2 separate regions of the Nomascus leucogenys genome follow, and region 2 is linked to region 1. Evidence: chromatin contacts called from public Hi-C data. All regions are on one chromosome and are shown on one strand. Each heading gives the region's core, a stretch centred on a gene start, on an enhancer-like site or on the middle of the called end of the contact. The rest is flanking DNA. Distances are from core to core; before and after follow the strand shown.

Evidence for each region. Hi-C and Micro-C count contacts between places; a contact is called where the count stands out from the background.
Region 2: a contact with region 1 is called in a Hi-C map of a lymphoblastoid cell line, with 3 times the contacts expected there. The contact joins the enhancer-like site here to the promoter of POLR3E in region 1. A contact is called at or near these places in 2 of 4 Hi-C or Micro-C datasets (a lymphoblastoid cell line and an unstated tissue).

The regions. Positions count from the first base shown.
Region 1 is chr2:83,010,277-83,017,477 of Asia_NLE_v1, reverse strand. POLR3E (DNA-directed RNA polymerase III subunit RPC5) reads left to right here and starts at 2,838. Exons shown (of 22, transcript XR_004026992.1): 1 at 2,838-3,008. TRNAL-AAG (a tRNA gene) reads left to right here and starts at 2,612; the gene lies at 2,612-2,693.
Region 2 is chr2:83,088,834-83,096,034 of Asia_NLE_v1, reverse strand. The region is part of intron 1 of EEF2K (eukaryotic elongation factor 2 kinase); the gene reads left to right. Among named protein-coding and RNA genes, the nearest start is that of EEF2K, 14 kb to the left of the region's middle. Within about 2 kb of position 4,479, the one cell type or tissue checked has an H3K27ac peak away from gene starts, as active enhancers do. A contact at or near this core is called in a lymphoblastoid cell line, where this site is marked.

The DNA.
Region 1 (7,201 bases), core at 1,589-4,088:
AGAAGAAATAGAAAAAAAAAAAGTCATATAATTTGGCAAAATGGAAAAATATATGCATATCTATATCTATATAGAGAGGATCTCACTCTCTCACCCAGGCTGGAGTGCAGTGCCTGAATCTTGGCTCACTGCAGACTTGACCTCCCTGGCTCAAAGGATCTTCTCACCTCGGCCTCCCAAGTAGCTGAGACTACAGGCACATGCCACCATGCCCGGCTAATTTCTTTTCTTTTGTTTTTTGGTAGAGACAAGGTTTCTCAATGTTGCTTAGGCTGGTCTTGACCTCCTGGCATCAAGCGATCCTGCCACCTCAGTCTCCCAAAGTGCTAGGATTATAGGAGTGAGCCACCGAGACCAGCCTATTATTAATATTATTATTATATAATACTAGGGAAAGTATATAGTCTAGCAATTTCATTTCTAGTGTATACCCTAGAGAAATGTCCACATATAAGACAAGGAGCCATGTGCAAGGATACTTCCTGCCATATTGTGTGTAATGACTTAAAAGTTGTTCATGGCATGGAATGAATGAATGAGGTCTATAGGCATCATAACAGACCTCAAAAACACAATGTTGGGCCTGGCACAGTGGCTCATGCCTGTAATCTTGGCTACTTGGGAAGCTGAGGTGGGAGGATGGCTTGAGCCCAGGAGGTCTAGGCTACAGTAAGCTATGATTGCACCACTGTACTCTAGTCTGGGTGACAGAGCAACACTCTCTTAATAATAATAATACTGTTGAAATGAGAAAAGCAAGTTTTAGGATATCAGTACAATGTGCTAACATTTATATAAATGAAAAACATACAGATAACCATTTTATATGTTATTCATAAATTTTATATGTAAAAATGTAAGAAATTATCGGAAAGATACACATCAAATTCATGACAGTTATAGACAGGGGAGAATGTTTGGGAGGGGGCCTTATTTTTATTTGTAATGGTCTAATAATTTCTATTTGTAATAGTGTGATCGATTTATTTATTTTATTTATTTATTTATTTATTTATTTAGAGACGGAGTTTCGCACTGTCGCCCAGGCTAGAGTGCAGTGGTGGGATCTCGGCTTGCTGCAACCTCCGCCTCCCGGGTTCAAGCGATTCTCCTGCTTTAGCCTCCCGAGTAGCTGGGATTACAGGCATGCGCCACCACGCTAGGCTAATTTTTGTATTTTTAGTAGAGACGCTTGAACCCAGGAGGTGGAGGTTGCAGTGAGCGGGGATCGCACCACTGCCCTCCAGCCTGGACAACAAGAGCGAGACTCCATATCAAAAAAAAAAAAAAAGAAAAGAAAAGAAAAGGAAAAAAATGCCACAATACTAAGTCATTAATTTAATGCCAGGTGGTGGCACTATGGATGATGATTTTTTTCTTTGTAATTTTTGTGCATTTTTGTTTTTAATATCTTTGCATATCCACATGGATAGGTATTTTAAAATACAGTCTGGTGAAAAATAACAGCCAATTGCAGATCTATATCAATAATGTGACAATATTCATGTTAAAATCCATACACAATAAAAACAAAGCTATCTTCTATGGATATATCTATATATATCCATATAGATATAAACATATAAATTCACAGCAAAAGATCTAGAAAGATATATAGTGTTTTAGTCCATTTTCTGTTGCTTATAACAGAATACCTGAAACTGGGTAATTTGTAAAGAAAAGGAAGTTATTTATTAGAGTTATGGAGGCTGAGAAGTCCAAGGTCAAGAGTGTGCATCTGGTGAGGGCCTTCTTGCTGGTGGGGGACCCCTGCAGAGTCCCCAGGCAGTACAAGCCATCATATGGAGGGGGTGCTGAGCTGTTCCCTTGCTAGTTAAGGTCTCTCTCCCTCTTCTTATAAAGCCATCCGTCCCCCTCCCAAGATAACGCATTAATCCATTAACCCATTAATCTATGAATCCATGAATAGATTAATCCATTCATGAGGGCTCCACCCTCATGATCTAATCACCTCTTAAAGGGCCCACCACACAATACTGCCACATTGGGGATGACATTTCCAACACATGAAATTTGGGGGACACATTCAAACCATAGCACACATTAAACTGATAATAATGGTTAGTTACCTCTGCGGAGGGGCCTAGGATGCGAGTCAAGGGTCAAAGAGCATTTGTACCTTATCTGCAAAGTTTAAATATTTTGCAATAATTCGCATATTTGTGTAAGTAAAAAATTAAACATAATTTTTCAGAGACAACTGCCCAGACCAGCTCCCGGGTTTGGCCGTCAGATCCCCTGGTGCGTGTTTCTGATCAGATCAATTTCTTCTCCCGGAGACACCCAATCCGGGTCGTATGGATTACTTGTGGGTTAACCAGGGGTCTCCGGGTTAACCATCCAAATCAGAGTACAGTTTCTAAAAATGCTTTTTGCTCTAATACCTATTCGGAAAAAACCTGGGTCTAAAGACTGGAGCAAGTGTTTATTTTCCAAAACACGACTTTTTAAAATAATTCTATAGGGATCAGCTTGAACACACATTAAGCCAAAAAAAAAAAAAACCTCAGCGAAAACGCCTCGCAATTTCCAGAGTAAATGCAAATGCATAAGCATTAAGTAGTTTTCTGGCATAAACAAGCAACAGCCAGGTAGCGTGGCCGAGCGGTCTAAGGCGCTGGATTAAGGCTCCAGTCTCTTCGGGGGCGTGGGTTCGAATCCCACCGCTGCCAGAGTTGCTGTCATTTTGTCCCCGCTGCATACACTCCCGGCTCAGTTTTGCGCGTGCCATCAGCGCCCCCTGCTGCAGGGCAGGGCTCACGGCCTGCATGAATGGCGCGGCGGAGGGGGCGGAGCCGCGTGCGCCGGGGCGGGGCATTGTGGGTAAGAGGAAGCGCTGGGGCCGGCTGGCTCCCCCCACGTGTCCGCCGGAGTTTCTCCACCAGCAACATGGCCGCCGCCTGAGAGGAGAGCCGGGCCGCCGCCGCCTCTGCAGCCCGCGGGTAACTGGGCCGTTGCCGCCGTCCGCGCTCGGCCCCCGCGGAGAGGTGAGTCCTGTCTTCGCAATGCCCGAGCTGGGGCTTGAGCCGGACCGCACTCACGACGTGGTCCTGGGCTAGATTCCCGAGTAGGCCAAGGAGGCCCGCGCCGCGCTGTGCCGAGGGGCTGGAGGCCTCTCGGGATTCGGGCGGGGAGGAGGGGCAGCCGGCTCCAGGCCGACCCCGGACTCCGACTTCCCCGACCCGACGCCTGGGAGTTGGGGAGGCCGCGGCCGACGCTGGCGGCGGTGACTCAGGGTCCAGCCGACCTGCCCCACCTGGGCCTGGGAGGCCTCCTACGGAAGAAACACCTGTCCGCGGCGTCGGGTGTGGTGGCGGCTCGCGGCAGGGACTGCGTGGTGGGCGTGAGAAGGGGGTCTGACCACCCGCGAGGGAGCAGAAACCCATTGGACAGCGAGGCTCGGGATCGGCGGCCCGCTCGGATGGGCAGGGAGGGCACCTGCGCCTGCCGGATCCCCCCTCTTCGCAGCTGAACCGGATTAGCCTCTGCCCGGCGAGGCCCGGGATTCCTCATTCATTTATTCAGGCAACCATTCAGTGTTTACTGAGCCAACTCTGTGCTCCGGATACGGCCCTGACCATTCGGTCCGAGGAGGTGTCAGTAAACAAACAAGGTTGTTCCTCTGGGTTAGCTTTAGAATTCCTTGGGCTTGAGGCGGAAAGAAGAGATCTTAGCGATCTCCACAGTTTCCTCATCTGTGAAATGGGGATAATAGAAATTCCTACCTCGTAGGATTGTGGTGACGGCTTAGTAGAAACCGGGTGACGCTCCTGCTTGCAGCGCTTGACTTGTGGCTTAGCGTCATTACTCGCTTACGTTGGCAGAAAACATGTTGTTAAGTAATAACAAACCTACCCAGAGGTTACGTTTATTAGCGTCCTGTCCTTACTCCTCCCCCTCCCCGCAGCGGTCTGGAGGTCGGTACTTAGTTTCTCTACTTTAGGGATGAAAATAGGGGGGAATACCAAACCTAGACAACTCAGGTGGGTCACAGATGCGAAGCAGCTGCGGTGGGATTTGAACCTGCACAGTTTTGCTCCCCAGTCCAAGCTCTTACCCACTTAACCATACTGCCGTTTATGAGAAAGTGCTGCGGTATAGTGGTTAAGAATAAGAATAAGGATCTTTGACATCAGCGAGACCCAAGTTTCTGTCCTCATTCCACCTTGGATGAGTTACTTATCTCTGAACCTCACTCTCCTCATTTCCAAATTGAAGATGATAAATCTCTATTGATAGGGCTAATGAGAAGATTAAATGTAAAATATTCTTTGTACTATATTGAGTGTCAACTTCGTGCCAGGCACTATTCTAGGTATTGAGAGAACCAGCAGTGGATTTTTTTTTAAAGTAATGCTCCCCATAACAGCTTTGATGAAGTAAAATATGATTATCTGCATTTCATAGTTGAGGAAACTGAAGCACTGAGAAGCCTTCATGGAGCTTACATTCTACTGCAGAAGACAAACAACACCTGAGCAAATAGACCAGGTAGTTCCAGATTAAGATGAGACCCACCAAGGAAAGAAAATAGAGATGTGGTAGGGCCTGGGAGGAGGTTGGGGGAGGCTTTTAAAATAGGGTGGTCAGGGAACCTATCCTCTCCTGCAGGCAGTGATGATATTTAATAAAAAGGAGCAACCTTGGTAATCCCTGTGGGGGAATAGATGATGTGCAAAGGACCTGGGGTGGACTGGGGCTTGGCTTGTTGGAGGCCCAGCAAGTGGCTACCAGCCTGGATGGTGAGGGGAAGACAGAGATAAGATCATGTAGGGCCTTAGGCGGCTCATGGAAAGGAGTTTGGGTTTTATTTTATGTGACAGTGACAGTTGACAGGATTTAGACAGGGAAATAATATTATTTACTTTTTTTTTTTTTTTTTGAGATGGAGTCTTGTTCTGTCACCCAGGCTGGAGTGCAGTGGCAAGATCTCAGCTCACTGCAACCTCCGCCTTCTGGGTTCAAGCGATTCTTCTGCCTCAGCCTCCCGAGTAGCTGGGATTACAGGCTTGCATCATCAAGCCTGGCTAATTTTTGTATTTTAAGTAGAGACGGGGTTTCACCTTATTGGCCAGGCTTTTCTGGAACTCCTGACCTCAGGTGATCCACTGGCCTCGGCCTCCCAAAGTGCTGGGATTACAGGTGTGAGCCACCGTGCCTGGCTTTTTTTTTCTCCCCAGTAGAGATAGAGTCTCACACTGTGACCCAGGATGGAGTGCAGTGGTGTGATCATAGCTCACTGCAGCCTCAAACTCCTGAGTTCAACCAATCCTGCTGCCTCAGCTTCCCAAGTAGTTGGGACTGCAGGCCATGCCGGGCTAAAATTTTTTTTTTTTTTTTTTAAAGACAGACCGGGGGTCTCACTATGTTGCTCAGGCTGGTCTTGAACTCCTGGTCTCAAGCAGTCCTTCCACCTAAGCCTCCCAAAGTGTTGGGATTACTAGCATGAGCCACCACGCCAGCCTGATTTACTTCTTTACAAAGACGCGCTGTTGCTGGGAGACTTGGAGGTAGGTATAAGGAACCGTAGGGAAACTTGGATGAGTGCTTTTCACATTACAGGTTGAGTGGGAAGTAAAATCAATTCAGGGGAATTGAAGCTAGCATTTTTTGTTTTGAATGAAGTAGAAAACATCACTGCCTGACATACAGTAGGGACAGTTACGGTTATGTGAAATCTTGTTTCAGTTACACAGCTGTATGTATGTTCTGGGTTATTTATATGAGATGGATTTCTTACTGTGGTGGATCTTAGGCTGAAAACTTTGAAAGCCACTGAGTTGGATCACCTCGGCCTGGAGGATGAAGGGAGGTGACACTCTTTGTATCAACCCAGATGTACTATCCAGAGGGAGGAGCTCCAGCTCTCTAGCTGACAGGGCACCTCAGCCTCCCTGATCCCTGGCAGGGCAGGGGCCAACAGGGCATAGCAATAACCGAGAAAGAACAACTGCATCTTGGGAACCTCCCAGGCCACACCCTCTTAGTGCTTATGATCTGTCCCCTTGCTCACCTGGCAGGCCCCAGCCTCTCAGTTGTCCACTGCCCAACTGCAGAGAAGGCAGGAGCTTGACATGTCTGTGGCACTTGGCAGCCGGTGCAGATGGGGTGAGGCCTTGGGCTCTCCTCTCACACGGCCCTCTGTCTGCACAGCAGACAGTCGAGATGCACTGAAACTGTCCAGATGTGGCTTCTGATTTTCATTCCGTCCTCCATCTCTGGGACTGTTATGATAGCTGTTTCCCTGAAGTTTCTCTTTCTACCCCCTCCATATCTTCCTCTGCCCGAAATCCTTCTGTAGCTTCCTATTAAATAGCATTCCCATGGTTCATTTATGTAGACAACAAACATGTATTGAGTGCCTGCTGTGTACTAGGCACTTGGGGTACCACAGGGACAAAACAGACCAAAATCTCTGCCTTCACATGGCTTACAGCTTAGTGGCAATAGAGATGGGCACAGATGCAGAGCTGTAAACTGTCACATGGTGACAGACACCTGCTATGGAGAAAACCAGGGCAGAGAAGGGAATTGAGGGGTGGGGGAGGCAGTTTGCAATTTGATTTGGAGAGGGAAGGTCTTAGCCATAAGGTGACATTTGAGCAAAAACCTGAAAGAGGTGAACGGGGGGCCATGAGGTTATCAGGGGGGTAGAGCAGCTACAAAGCCCCAGAGGTGGGTTTGGAGCAGAGAGGAGGGTAGGAGGCTTGTGGGAGATGAGGTCTGGCAGGTCAAGGGGCAGGAGATTGTTTAGGGTTTACATGGGATGATAAAGACTTTGGCTTTTGTCCGGGTGTGGTGGCTCATGCCTATAATCCCAGCACTTTGGGAGGCCGACGCAGGCGAATCACTTGAGGCCAGGAGTTCGAGACCAGCCCGGCCAATAGGGCAAAGCCCCGTCTCTACTAAAAAGACAAAAATTAGCTGGGCAGATGGTGCACGCCAATTATCCCAGCTACTTGGGAGGCTGAGGCAGGAGAATCACTTGAACCTAGGAAGCAGAGGTTGCAGTGAGTCAAAATCATGCCAAAGTACTTCAGCCTGGGCGACAGAGCGAGACATGTCTTCAAAATAAATAAATATTAGATAGTTCAAATGTTAAGTAGATCAGACAAAAATCATGCTGGTCTCAGCCAAGCGCAGTGGCTCACGCCTATAATCCCAGCACTTTGGGAAACCA
Region 2 (7,201 bases), core at 3,230-5,729, 77 kb before region 1:
GCCACTGGACTCCAGCCTGGGTGACACAGCGAGACCCTGTCTCAAAAAAAAAAAAAAAAGAATCGGAAAGCATATTATTTAGTGATATATAGATAGATAGAGAGACAGAGAGAGAGATGCTAAGGGTAACACTGAGAATAGTTGGAAGTAGTTGCCTCTAGGGGTGGGAAGTAGGGCTGCCCATGGAAAGTTGCAAAGGTTGTTCACTAGAGTTGAGCAGTACCCCACCTATATGATCATATACAGTGGCCCTAGTAAGAAAAAGGTGTTTAAAGTATTTTTAAAATTATATATAAATAATATACAATGGCCCAAACCCTGGCTGGGTTTGGACAGAGTCTCACTCTGTCGCCCAGGCGGGAGTACAGTGGCATGATCTTGGCTCGCTGCAAACTCTGCCTCCCAGGTTCAAACAATTCTCCCACCTCAGCTTCCCAAGTAGCTGGGATTACTGGGATTATAGGCACGTGCCACCATGCCCCACTAAGTTTTGTATTTTTAGTAGAGACGGGGTTTCACCATGTTGGCCAGGCTGGTCTCGAACTCCCGACCTCAGGTGATCTGCCTGCCTTGGCCTTCCAAAGTGTTGAGATTACAGGCGTGAGCCACCGTGCCTGGCTGGTTTGGGGCTTTTCATATTGCATGTGACAGAAAACCTATCTGTAACTAGCTAAATAGCCCTTTCCCCTACTGTCCCCCAAAAGGCGGGGTTTATTGTATCATCTGATTCAGAAATCTACGCGGGGCTTGGTAGTTTGGTTTCGGGAACATCTGGATTCCAGGTCTCAAATGACATCATCACTATTCATTTTTCTCTTTCTCTGGTTCTGCCCTCCACCACACATCAGCTTTGTTCTGTGTTGGCCTCAGCCCCAGTCTCAAGTTCACATTCAGTATGAAAAGGCTGATCACCTCTTCCAGTCACTCAAGCAAAAAGCCCCAGGTATGCTACAATGGGCTAGAATAGTTTGACTGTAATCACATGACCACCTCTAAGCCAATCTCTGTGGCCAGGCACCCCAGTGGTTGGTTTAGGCCTGGATCTTGTGACACACTCCTAAACACATGACTTGAGGGTGGGGCAGAGGCAGATCTTCACACAGAAGCTGGTGTGTGATTCCAGGTGGCTGATCAGTCACCTGTGTCCACTGTGGTTGTAGTCAAGGGCGTGTGGGTTGTGCTGTGCTGGGCGTATACTAGTGTGTGCACTGGCCAGCTCAGGATGCCACGTATTGGCTTTGGGATGCTGGTTCCCAGGAGTGGCAGTGGGAAGATTCCACCAGCTTTCTACAGTAGGAAGGCAGGTCCTGGGGTGAGGGTGAGCCCTGAGGGGGACCAGTGGCCACTGTGGCTTGACCCGCAGGCCTTGACCTGAGCATTGCAGGCATAGTTTCCTGCCCCTGTAACTGCCAGATCGAGACTCAGTGAGACAGTGGTTTCTGTGGCCAGAGCCTGAAATAGTCTATTCCCTGAGGACCCCTGAAGAAGCCTGGCTTTGCTACGAGCCAGACACCCAGGTCACAAGTCTGGCTGGGACCCAAGGCTCAGTCCCCTTTATTTATGATAATAAAAATGATGATAATAATAGCTGTTGAGTTCACGGGGTGAGTACAATTATGCATCCCCACTGAGGCTTAAGAGGTGAAGTCACATAGCCAGTTAGTGGCAGAGATGGGGCTTGAACCTGGGTCTTCCTGACTCAGTCAGCTACCTTTCCATAGAAATAGGGACTGGAGGCCGGGCGCAGTGGCTCATGCCTTTAATCCCCAGCACTTTGGAAGGCCAAGGAGGGTGGATCACTTGAGGGCAGGAGTTCAAACAAAAAAATTTAAAAAAAAAAAGAAAAAGAAAAGAAAAGAAATAGGGACTGGGAGGAGAAGATATGGGTGCCTGAGTGAGGTAGAGAAAGCTTTCAAGAAAATCCTGATGTCTTTCAGCTGGAGTCCTATTCTTATCACAGGAGCAGATCCTTTCTTTGGGCCAAGGGAACCCCAGGATAGATAGAGATCCCTAGGAGGCTGGGCACCTTGCCTGGTGTTAGAACAGGCCTCTTGGAACTGACTTAGGGACTAAGGAAGGTTCCTTGCTTGTTTGGGGAAATCCAACATCCTCCAGGTACCCAGTCTTCATGTGCAAATGTAAGAGTATCTGCCAAGTTAGGACTCTGGATTGAGGCCACAGTTTTCCCAGGTTGACCGTGCCCAGGCACCCATTTGTCATAAAGGATGTGACCTTTAGGCCAGGTGCAGTGGCTCATGCCTGTCATCCCAACACTTTAGGAGGCCAAAGTAGGAGGATTGCTTGAGGCCAGGAGTTCGAGACTAGCCTGAGCAACATGGTGAAACTGTGTCTCTACAAAGATAAAAAATTAGATGGGCATAGTGACACACACCTGTAGTCCCAGCTACTCAGGAGGCTGAGGTAGGAGAATCACTTGAGCCCAGAGATCCAGGCTGCAATGAGCTCTGATCGCACAATTTTACTCCAGCCTGGGAAGCAGAACAAGACCCTTTCTCAAAAAATAAAACTTTACAAAATAGAGGATGTGACTTTTTATGATATGGGATGGAAGGAGCTACTGTTACCAAATAAAATTAGCAAGTGGAAAGGAAAAAAGAAAATTACAGTAGATTATACAAGTTTAGGTATCAGAGTATGAAGATTGTGAATCCAGGATTGTTATGCTATCCCATGGTATAAGAGACCCAGGTTCTCTTTGTCTCATAGCTCTTCCAGCCTCAGCACAGGGCCATCCACCTCATGGTCTAAGGTAGCTGCTTGAGCTCCGGCAATCACATATGCATTTCAGCCAGCAGGTTGGAATGAGAGCCAAGGGGCACGCTCCCTTTAAGAACCCTTCCCTGTGGTTGCACACAGTCCTTCTTATATCCCATTGGCTAAAACTTGTTCACATGGTTACATCTATCTGCAAAGGAGTCTGGGAAATGTATCCTGAGTGGCCACGTGACATGCTTAGCCAAAACCCGGTGGTTCTCTTATTAAGGAAGAAAGAGTGAACAGCTATTGGGGGATAGTTTGCCACAGCTGCCTTAAGAGCAAATTTATGACAACTCAAAAGCCATAGAACAGATACCACTCACTTAGCTCTGGAATGCATATCAAGTGCCTGCTGTGTACAAGGCGCTGTGCCAGGCAGGGTCACAGTTGCTTGTCTTCGTTTTCCAGGGCCAAGGAGAACATCAGGTCTGTGGTGGGACATGGCCGAGAGCCGAGCTCCCCATACTGTAAGATGAGGGAGTCGGCTAGGTGAATTAGTTGGGTAAGGAGCCAGATTTACTCGCTAGCAGCCCAGATCCTGAATCTGAGTGTGCTTTTTTTTGTTTTGTTTTTTGCTTATTTGAGGTGAGGTCTTGCTCTATTGCCCAGGCAATGGCACAATCTCAGTTCACTGCAGCCTCTGCCTCCCCAGGTTCAAGTGATCCTCCCACCTCAGCCTCCTGAGTAGCTGGGACTACAGGCACACGCCGCCATGCCTGGCTAATTTTTGTATTTTTTTGCAGAGACAGGATTTCACCACGTTTCCCAGGCTGGCCTCGAACTCCTGAGCTCAAGCAATCCGCCCACCTTGGCCTCCCAAAGTGCTGGGATTACAGGCATGAGCCGTTCATGCCTGGCCCTGGATCTGAGCTTTTAACCACCGAACTACCCTGTCTAGAGGTCTGCAGGTTGGGGCTATGGTTCTGGCCCTTCTCCTGGCACTGTCCTGGCCCCCAGTGGCCTCTGACTAGGCTGGGCCTGCTGGCAGCTCCTGGCACCACACCGTGTTGGTCAGCAGGGATTCTGGCCAAGGGCTGACCAGGGCAGAGTAGGCGCTGGGGCTGGGAGCGGCTGACAGTGTGGAGAAGCCAGTCCAGGGCTCAGGGAAGATTCTGGTGACAAGCAGGATCAGGTGGCTCTGGCATTGGATCCAGGCCTGTAACTGTATCTTGCCCAGAGGATAAGAAACAAACTTAGCAGTTCACGTCAATTTTCAAACTGTGAGTATAGAAATCAATGTGTGGGTGGTGTGTTAAAGAAAAAGATTAAACAGAAAGAAAAACAAAAGACTTAAGTAGAATAGAAAATAGCAAGAGTGGGCCAAGCACAGTAGCTCACGTCGGTAATCCCAGTGCTTTGGGAGGCCACGGTGGGAGGATCACTTGAGGCTGGAAGTTCAAGACCAGCCTGGATAACATAGTGAGACTCTATCTGTACAAAAATAAAAAACTTTAGCTGGGCATGGTGGCATGGACTGCTCTGGAGGCTGAGGCGGGAGGATCGCCTGAACCCAGCTGTTGGAGGCTACAGTGAGCTGTGATCACACCACTGCACTCCAGCTGGGGCAACCTGTCTCTAAAAATAACATTTAAAAAAAAAATAGCAAGAGTGCATTATACAAAGTAAGGCTAAGCACAATTTCTTGAAATTTTACTTTCTGTTTTATAAGCGTGTACTGGGTTAGGATATAAATATATTTCCTGCTTCAGTAGCCAGAGTACCAAAGCCTTGGCTCTAGAAGACTGTGCACCTGTGGACAGCACTGTCAAAAAAATTGGAATTATTGGTTTGATGTAAAAAATTTTTTAAACTAATTTACTTACTATTTTGTGTCTAAAGCAATCCAGCTTTGTAAAAAAGTTAAAGCAGTATAGAAACGTACAAAGTTTTAAAAAGCTAGCTAGGCTCAGTGGCTCATGCCTGTAATCCTAGCACTTTGGGAGGCCAAGGTGGGCAGATCACTTGAGGTCAGGAGTTCAAGACCACCTTGGCCAACATGGTGAAACCCTGCCTCTACTAAAAATACAAAAATTAGCCGGGTTTGGCGGTGGGGTCCTGTAATCCCAGCTACGCGGGAGGCTGAGGCAGGAGAATCGCTTGAACCTGGGAGGCAGAAGTTGCAGTGAGTGCCAAGATCGTGCCACCTCACTCCAGCCTGGGCAACAGAACAAGAGTCCATCTCAAAAAAATTAAAAGATTAAAAATAAAAAGTTTCCTCCAGCTCTACAACTGCTTATTTCAGGTGCTGTACAGTTCCTGTGGATTTTTCAGGGAAGTTTTCATGCATGTACACATGTCCTTTTTCTTTTCCTTTCTTTTTTTGGGGACAGGGTCTTGCTGTGTTGCCCAGGCTGGAGTGTTGTGGTGCAATTTCAGCTCACTGCAACCTCTGGGCTCACTTGAACCTCCTGGGCTCAAGTGATCCTCCCACCTCAACCTCCTGAGTAGCTGGGACTACAGGCACACACCACCACATCCAGCTAATTTTTTGTATTTTTTTTGTAAAGTCAGGGTCTCATTATGTTGCCCAGGCTGGTCTTAAACTTCTGGGCTCAAGCGATCTTCCCTCCTTGGCCTCCCAAAGTGCTGGGATTACAGACATGAACCACCACATCAGACTTTCTTTTCTTTAAAACTTTGGCTTTCTTGAGATATAATTCACATACCTTACAATCTGCTCATTTTAAATGTACAATTCTGGCTGGGCGCAGTGGCTCATGCCTGTAATCCCAGCACTTTGGGAGGCTGAGGTGGGCAGATCACAAGTTCAGGAGTTCGAGAACAGCCTGGCCAACATGGCGAGTGAAACCTCCTCCCTAAAAAAAAAAAAAAAAAAAAAAAAAAAAATACAAAAATTAGCTGGGCACAGTGGTGTGTGTCTGTAGTCCCAGCTATTCGGGAGGCTGAGGCAGGAGAATCACTTGAACCTGGGAGGCAGAGGTTACAGTGAGCCGAGATCGTGCCACTGCACTCCAGCCTGGGCGACAGGGTGAGACTCCATCTCAGATAGATAGATAGTACAATTCAATGGTATTTTCACAGTCGTATAGCCACAATTTTAGAACCTTTTCATCAACTCAAAAGAAACCCCATACCCATTAGCAATCATTCCCCATTTACCCCAACCATTCCCACCATCATACCGTACCTCCCTCCTCAGGCAACCATTAATCTACTTTCTATTGCTGTAGCTTTGCCTTCTCTGGAAGTTTCATATACAGAGAATTAGTCAATGTATATAGTCTTTTGTGACTGCCTTTCACCTCCCCTAGTGGTCATAAGTTTCATCCATATTGGAGTGTATGTCAGCACCTAGGAGTGGAATTGCTGGATCATACGGTAACTCAGTGTTTAACTTCTTGAGATTTTTTTTTCTGTTTTTTTTTTGTTTTTGTTTTTTTGGTTTTGTTTTGTTTTGTTTTTTTAGACAAGGTCTCACTCTGTCACCCAGGCTGGAGTGCAAGGGCACAATCTCAGCTCACTGCAACCTCTGCCTTCCAGGCTCAGGCAGTTCTCTCACTCAGCCTCCCAAGTAGTTGGGATTGTAGCCACCACGCCTGGCTACCTTTTATATTTTTAGTAGAGACAGGGTTTCGCCATGTTGGCCAGGCTGGTGCCAGAGTGTTTTCTAAGGCAGTTGGCACCATTTTACATTCCACCAGCAGTGCATAAGGGTTTCAATTTTTCCACATCCTTGCCAGCCCTTGTTATTTTCCGTTTTTTAACTTATGTCTGTCTTAGTGGGTGTGACATTCATTTGTATTTCCCTAATGGCCATTGATATTGAGTATCTTTCCATGTGCTTATTGGCCACGTGTATATCTTTTTTAGAGAAATGTCTTTTCAAACCCTTTGCCTATTTTTATTTGATTTGTCTGTTTGTTGTTGAATTGTAAGCATTCTTAATATAGTCCTTTATCAGATATATAATTAGCAAAATTTGTGGGTTGTCTCTTTACTCTTTGTTTTTTAGAAGGAGTCTCCCTGTGTCACCCAGGCTGGAGTGCAGTGGCACAATCTCAGCTCACTGCAACCTCCACCTCCTGGGCTCATGCAATTCTCGTGCCTCAGCCTCCTGGGTAGCTGGGATTACAGGCGGGTGCCACCACACCTAGCTAATTTTTTGTATTTTTGGTAGTCAGGGTTTTGCCACGTTGGCCAGGCTGGTCTTGAACTCCTGAATTCACGTGATCCACCTGCTTCAGCCTTCCAAAGTGCTGGGATTACAGGTGTGAACTACCAAGTCCAGCCCAGGTAATCTCCAATTTATCTATTATTTTGTTGCTGTTGCTTTTGGCATCTTATCTAAGAAGGCTTTGCCTAACTCAAGGTCATGAAGAATTTATTCTATATTTTCTTCTAATATAATTTTAGCTCCTAATTTAGGCTTTTGATCCATTTTGAGTTAATTTTTGGGTATGGC